Regions from separate parts of the Zea mays genome. Here region 1 is linked to region 2. The links are chromatin contacts, called in public Hi-C maps. All regions are on one chromosome and are shown on one strand. Each heading gives the region's core, a stretch centred on a gene start, on an enhancer-like site or on the middle of the called end of the contact. The rest is flanking DNA. Distances are from core to core; before and after follow the strand shown.

Region 1 (2,947 bases), core at 67-2,566, 160 kb after region 2:
GAGTGCCCGACAAAAGGCACTCGGCAAAGAGGCCGACACTCGGCAAAGCCTCAGATTCCGGTAGTGCAGGCGACCCCGGGGTTCACGAGCACGCGTGGCTTTACCCCTACGGTAGAACGCTCGACTTTACCGTCGCTCGATGGCTCCTTTTTAAGGAAGCCACCTCTGGACGACCCTCTGCTTGACCTATAAAAGGAGGAGGGCGGCCCGAGGCTGAGGGTCGAAGACTCTTAGATCCCCGGAGACCCGAATAGATGTAAGGATGGACCCCAGACGAGAAGACACCCAGAGGAACCAGCGAACAGGAGGAGGACACACCAACGAGGACCCAGAGACCGGAGGCCCGCCGCCGAGCAAGATTTAGTTAGGACTCTACTCTGTAACCCTTAGCTCCACCTCTACGGCTCTACCATAATAAGAGACTTGAGATTTAGGAGTCTCTCTTCCGTGTCTCATTCGCTTGTAACCCGTACGAGCTTTGATTATCAATGTGGTGTAGCTAGTCCAAACCGTCGATTTCAAGAGTAGATTATGTTCACAACAAAGAGTACTGCCTCCGTCCCGTCCCAAAACAGTGTACTACTATATTACCGAGCAAGAGAGCAGCGTTCGCGTGTATACCTTTATAAAGATGTAACCATTATATTTCAAAAAACAAGTAGAGATATACATATTATAGAAGGAAGAAAGTATATTTTTTATCTACTAAACAGTGAAGACTTTTTTATCCTGTTTTTGTATTTGATGTAGACCTCTCACTAATGAGTTAGAGCTCGCATTAAACGGTAATATATAAATAGAGACTCTGATTGTAAATATTATAATATATATTAAGTCGTATTCTAAACAGATAACCTATAGTCACATTTAACAATGACATAGAATCTATGCGCTGTGACATAAAAAACTAGCATGCAGCAGGATCAGGTGTCCCGTCCGTCGTCCACCAAGCGATGAACCTCGGCGTGGCACGCCGGCCACGTGCGGGCGACACCTCCTTTGGGTCCCGGCAGAGCTCGCAGGCTCCACGCGCCCCCATGTCGTCCCACCCACATGCCGTGCACCCCTTGGCTGGCCTTGACGTCGTTGCCTGATGGCCACCGCAGCTAACCAAGCACCATTCGGGCCCGGTAGAAATATCATGGCCATCTCTGTCGCTGTGGTCTCGCACCGTCGTCAGTCCGGTGCCACCGTTGTTAACAGACTAGTAATATATAGAGGAGCTTGCTCCCGCCATTATTGCCTTAAAAGACAACCCTCCGCACCGGCTCCTCGCCGCAGCTATAAATACACGGGGCCGCCATTTCCAGTCCTCCAAGACTTGAACCACGCAACCCTCTCTGGTCTCTGGTCGTCCTACTTTCTTCCACAGCAGAAGGAAACTTGAGTCGTGAGCGCAGTGGTGCATCCAATCCACAAAGAGCTGAGGTTAGTCAGCCATGGCGGCACCGCCGACCGAGGACTGCGGCTGGCTGCTGTACCTCTCCCTGGCCGCCAAATGCGGCGACCCTAGCCGCCTGCTCGGCTTGGCGGCGGTCTTCGTCGGCGCCTGCGTCGTAACGTCGCTCCTGCACTGGGCGTGCCCGGGCGGCCCCGCCTGGGGGCGGTACTGGTGGACCAGGCGAGGCGGGCTGGGCATCGTCCGCGCCGCCATCCCGGGACCCCGGGGCCTGCCAGTGGTCGGCAGCATGGGGCTGATGACCGGCCTGGCGCACCGCAAGCTCGCGGCGGCGGCGGCGGCGGCCGGGGGTCAGGGCAGCAGCAGGCGCCGCCGTCTCATGGCGCTCTCCCTCGGCGAGACCCGGGCGGTGGTGACCGGCGACCCGGACGTCGCGAGGGAGCTGCTCGGCAGCGCCGCCTTCGCCGACCGCCCCGTCAAGGAGTCCGCGTACGGGCTCCTCTTCCACCGCGCCATCGGCTTCGCCCCGCACGGCGCCTACTGGCGCGCGCTCCGCCGCGTGGCGTCGGCGCACCTCTTCTCGCCGCGCCAGGTCGCGGCCTCCTCCGCGCAGCGCGCGGTCATCGCGCGCCAGATGGTGGACGCCGTGACCACGGCCGCCCCCGCCCCCGCCCCCGCCGTCGTGGTGGCGCGCCGGTTCCTGAAGCGCGCGTCGCTGCACAACGTCATGTGGTCGGTGTTCGGGCGCAGGTACGACCTGCTGCTGCTGGCGGCGGACGGCGAGGAGCTGAAGGCGCTGGTGGACGAAGGCTACGACCTCCTCGGGCAGCTGAACTGGTCCGACCACCTCCCGTGGCTGGCCCGCTTCGACCTGCAGAGGACCCGGGCCAGGTGCTCCGCGCTCGTCCCGCGGGTGAACCGCTTCGTTGGCAACATCATCGACGAGCACCGTGCGCGCCTCGGCCTCGGCGACACCGGCGGCGTCACGGACTTCACCGACGTCCTGCTCTCCCTCCAGGGCGTCGACAAGCTCTCCGACGCCGACATGGTCGCCGTTCTCTGGGTACGCCGTACGTCGTCGCATAAATGTTGCATCGCTTCCACCCTCTAGCTAATATATTTGTGCTGCTCACTCGCTCGCAGGAGATGATCTTCCGAGGCACGGACACGGTGGCCGTCCTAATGGAGTGGGTGCTGGCGCGTCTCGTGCTGCACCAGGACGTGCAGAGCAAGGTCCAGGAGGAGCTGGACCGGGTGGTGGGGCCACCGGGCCAGGCCGCATCCGTGACGGAGTCGGACACCGCCTCGCTCGTCTACCTCCAGGCGGTCATCAAGGAAGTGCTGCGCCTGCACCCGCCAGGCCCGCTGCTCTCCTGGGCGCGCCTGGCCACGTCGGACGCGCGCGTAGGCGGGTACCACGTGCCCGCGGGCACCACCGCCATGGTGAACATGTGGGCCATAACGCATGACCCCAGCGTGTGGGCCGAGCCGACGGAGTTCAGGCCCGAGAGGTTCGTGGGCGCCTCTGCTGGTGCTGGTGCTGGTGCT
Region 2 (3,093 bases), core at 512-3,011:
ATAGGAACGTGATACACATTATATTATTAAAACTAGGTTTTAACACTACAGTAATAAGATCCTATGTTGAACGAAGGTTCCTGAAACGAGTAAAGTGGCCACCTTTCCAGTTCCGCGTTACTAAGGCAGCACTCCGCAGCGTACGTCACATTGCCTGCCACCAACCGGAGATGGAGTCAACTGGAACGACCCAGAAAAGATCCTCGCAACTATCACGCAGCAAAAACATGCTTTGTGTCGTTGTCCTCGTCCATATCTCTGCCTCTGTGGATAGACAATGATGGAAAATAAAACCGAGCGACCAGAAGACGAAGAAAAATGAAGGGGGAAAAAAAGAAAAGGAGATCGCGATGGGCTTTAAACAAAAAATGGGCTGTCGAGTCTTCGCTTCGGACAGTGGTTCAATTACTCGCGCACTAGCAGTATCGGGCCGGGGCCTAATTTCCGGCTCAAGTCCACCGGCTTTCGGACGAGTAGATAGATAGATTGGGCCGTTGGCAATTTGGCATGCTTGCAGATTTTGCAACAATAAAAGCCCTTTCTATCTATCTTTCTGACGCGTCGAATTCTAAGACCAAACTTATCGGAACAAGTCTAGGGTGTAGCCACTAAATTTTAGACCGCCTTTTGTTCAACAATGGAGTTGTTATTTGGTTTGAAGTCATATGCTCGCAGACGTCATTCTAATCCAAGTAGCTGACGGCTCAATAGTGCTAACTTCCCTGTCACTTTGTTCCAAAGAGCAAAAGGGAATCCCACCCTAAGGCTAGTTTGGGAGCCATAAAACCGGAGGAGATTGGAGGGGTTAGAATCCGCTTCTTATTGAATAAGAAGGGATTGTAGCTCCTCCAATCCTCTCTGGTTTTATGGCTCTCAAACTAGCCCCTAGCAGTGATATCTTCCCTAGATTATTATGGTTGTGTCCAGGGATCCTATATGGTGTGGATTTTATCTTCGGATTAATTATTCATGGTTACCAAATTAGCTCTTAAGTTTTCGAGACTTAGAGAGAAAAATTCAAGCATTGGAAAAATAAAAACAAAAATAGAACGTCTTACGAAAACTCTAGACGGCACCATCGCAAGCTTGACATGTCACGTCACAGTAGACATGTCACGGACGTCACGGTCCGCATGTTTCAGGTGCACACCCTCAAGCGACCATATTCGCAGGACTCCGCTTAGCCTCTCTCGGCGCGTCGCGGTTCCGCCTTGGGCTTCTCGAACGGCGCACACCCCTGGCACTCGGAGTGGCAGATGGAAGCGAAGCACCGATGGAGTGGAATGGAGCCGGTGGCCGGTGGGAGAGAAGGAGAAGGACCCCCGTGACCGTGAGGCCGTGAGCTAGCCGGTGACCACAGACCGACCTCGGCCGCGTGGGCGGTCCGTTAGGCGTTGGGATCCGGGCCGGCGGCCGGATTTGGAAAAGACAAATTCCCCTGCGCCTCGCGGGGCCGGCCGCCTGCTGCTGGCTGCCGGCGCCTGCGCCTGCGCCTGCGCGCGGCCCCGCCCCAGTCTCGTATTCCTCGCCCCAGCCCCTCCTAGTCCTAGCGTGCAGAGGCTCTCTGGATGCCACTGGCAGGCGCAGGCAGCCGGCGTGCTGGCGGCCTCCGGCTGGGCTGGGCTGGGACTGCGAGCGCACATCGCATCATCGCAGTCGCCCGTGCCGTGCTCGTCGTACCGGGGGTTCGCGGTTGGCCTGTGGCCTGTGCCTGCGACAGCGGACAGCGACTCAGCGAGTCAGTCGCCGTCGCCCTTCCCTTTCGGGCTGAAGAGAGAGAGAGGGGGAAGCTCCGTACAGCGCGCACGGCTCGAGACGGACACCCATAGGTAGAGGACGCGCCATCATTATTGGGGCCAGGACTTTCTCTGCACCCTCCTTAAAATCGCTTTAAACGCCTTCCCAGATGGGACGACGACGAGGACCAGATGCAGATGCGTCGTCCATCGGTCACGACATGATGCGCGTCCGGTCCGGCCGGCGTCTCACTGCTGCTTGCCTGCGTTGCGTGCACAGGAACGTTACGTACATGAAGGTAACTACGCTGGTTGTTACACGTCCTGAATTCTCCTCCCTTGGAAGAAGGCTGCACGCCTGCACAGGGACATGATGCATGTCGCTCACATGCATGCAGCCGCAACCAAACGCTCCTCCTCTCCATGGACCAGACCATGCATAGTACGTTACACGTAGCAGTACTAGTACCATACGATGACGACGACGACGACGTCGACGATCTATTGGTTCGGTACCCTGCAGTCAAGCAAGACAAGACGGGCATTAAACCCACGGCACATTGTGCCAGATCACATCAGAGCTCCTGTTTAACCCGCCACCACAGCACACAGCACAGACACATGCACGCAGAGCCGATATGGCAGCATGCATGCATGTTCTCCGCGTGGACAGTTTTTTTTTGCCGTACACCAAACCATGCAGGCTTCCGCCAACGTACTACCACCACCATCCACCACCACCATGCATGCATAATGCATCGATCGATCACAGGCTGCCTCAGATCAGATCACCAGACTATTATTTTCACAGTATATAGCTAGCTTCTGATACGAGTACGCCTATCTGAATCAGATCTCTCCCTCCGGCGGTCCTGCTAGCCTAAACCATAGCCCCCCGGTCCGGCCCATTGCGTCCCCCCCACTAGACGCTGCTAGCACTGTCTTGTCCCAACGTAACTCTCGAATCATCTGAGTTTCACACCAGTAGAAAAGAGCTCTAAGTTAGCGGCACATAGAAAATTATACTGCCGGTTTCAGTTACCGCATACCAGAACTGAACCGTCAGTGAAAAACAAATATTTACACTAGCGGTTGTTTTAAGTGAACCGCCAATGCAAATATCATATACACTTGCGGTTCACTTAACTAAACCATCAGTGCAAAATAGATATTTACACTCGCGGTTGTTTTAAGTGAACCACTAGTGGAAATATCATATACACTATCACTTAACGAAACCGTCAGTGAAAACGAGCTATTTACACTGACAGTTCATTTAAGTGAACCGCAAGTGGAATGTTATTTTCACTGGTTATGCCCTTAGCCAACCGCTAGTGGAACGGGCTACTTACACTTC

What was found. Hi-C and Micro-C count contacts between places; a contact is called where the count stands out from the background.
Region 1: a contact with region 2 is called in a Hi-C map of tassel, with 2.7 times the contacts expected there. The contact joins the promoter of LOC100286852 here to the enhancer-like site in region 2. A contact is called at or near these places in 6 of 25 Hi-C or Micro-C datasets (ear, endosperm, leaf and 2 more).

Annotation. Positions count from the first base shown.
Region 1 is chr1:212,157,698-212,160,644 of Zm-B73-REFERENCE-NAM-5.0, forward strand. It overlaps LOC100286852, which reads left to right and starts at 1,317. Exons shown (of 2, transcript NM_001365474.1): 1 at 1,317-2,462; 2 at 2,543-2,947. The coding sequence starts at 1,440.
Region 2 is chr1:212,000,415-212,003,507 of Zm-B73-REFERENCE-NAM-5.0, forward strand. No RefSeq gene overlaps it. Among protein-coding and RNA genes, the nearest start is that of LOC100502392, 18 kb to the right of the region's middle. Within about 2 kb of position 1,762, at least 16 of the 20 cell types and tissues checked have an H3K27ac peak or open chromatin away from gene starts, as enhancers often do. A contact at or near this core is called in ear, endosperm, leaf and 1 more, where this site is marked.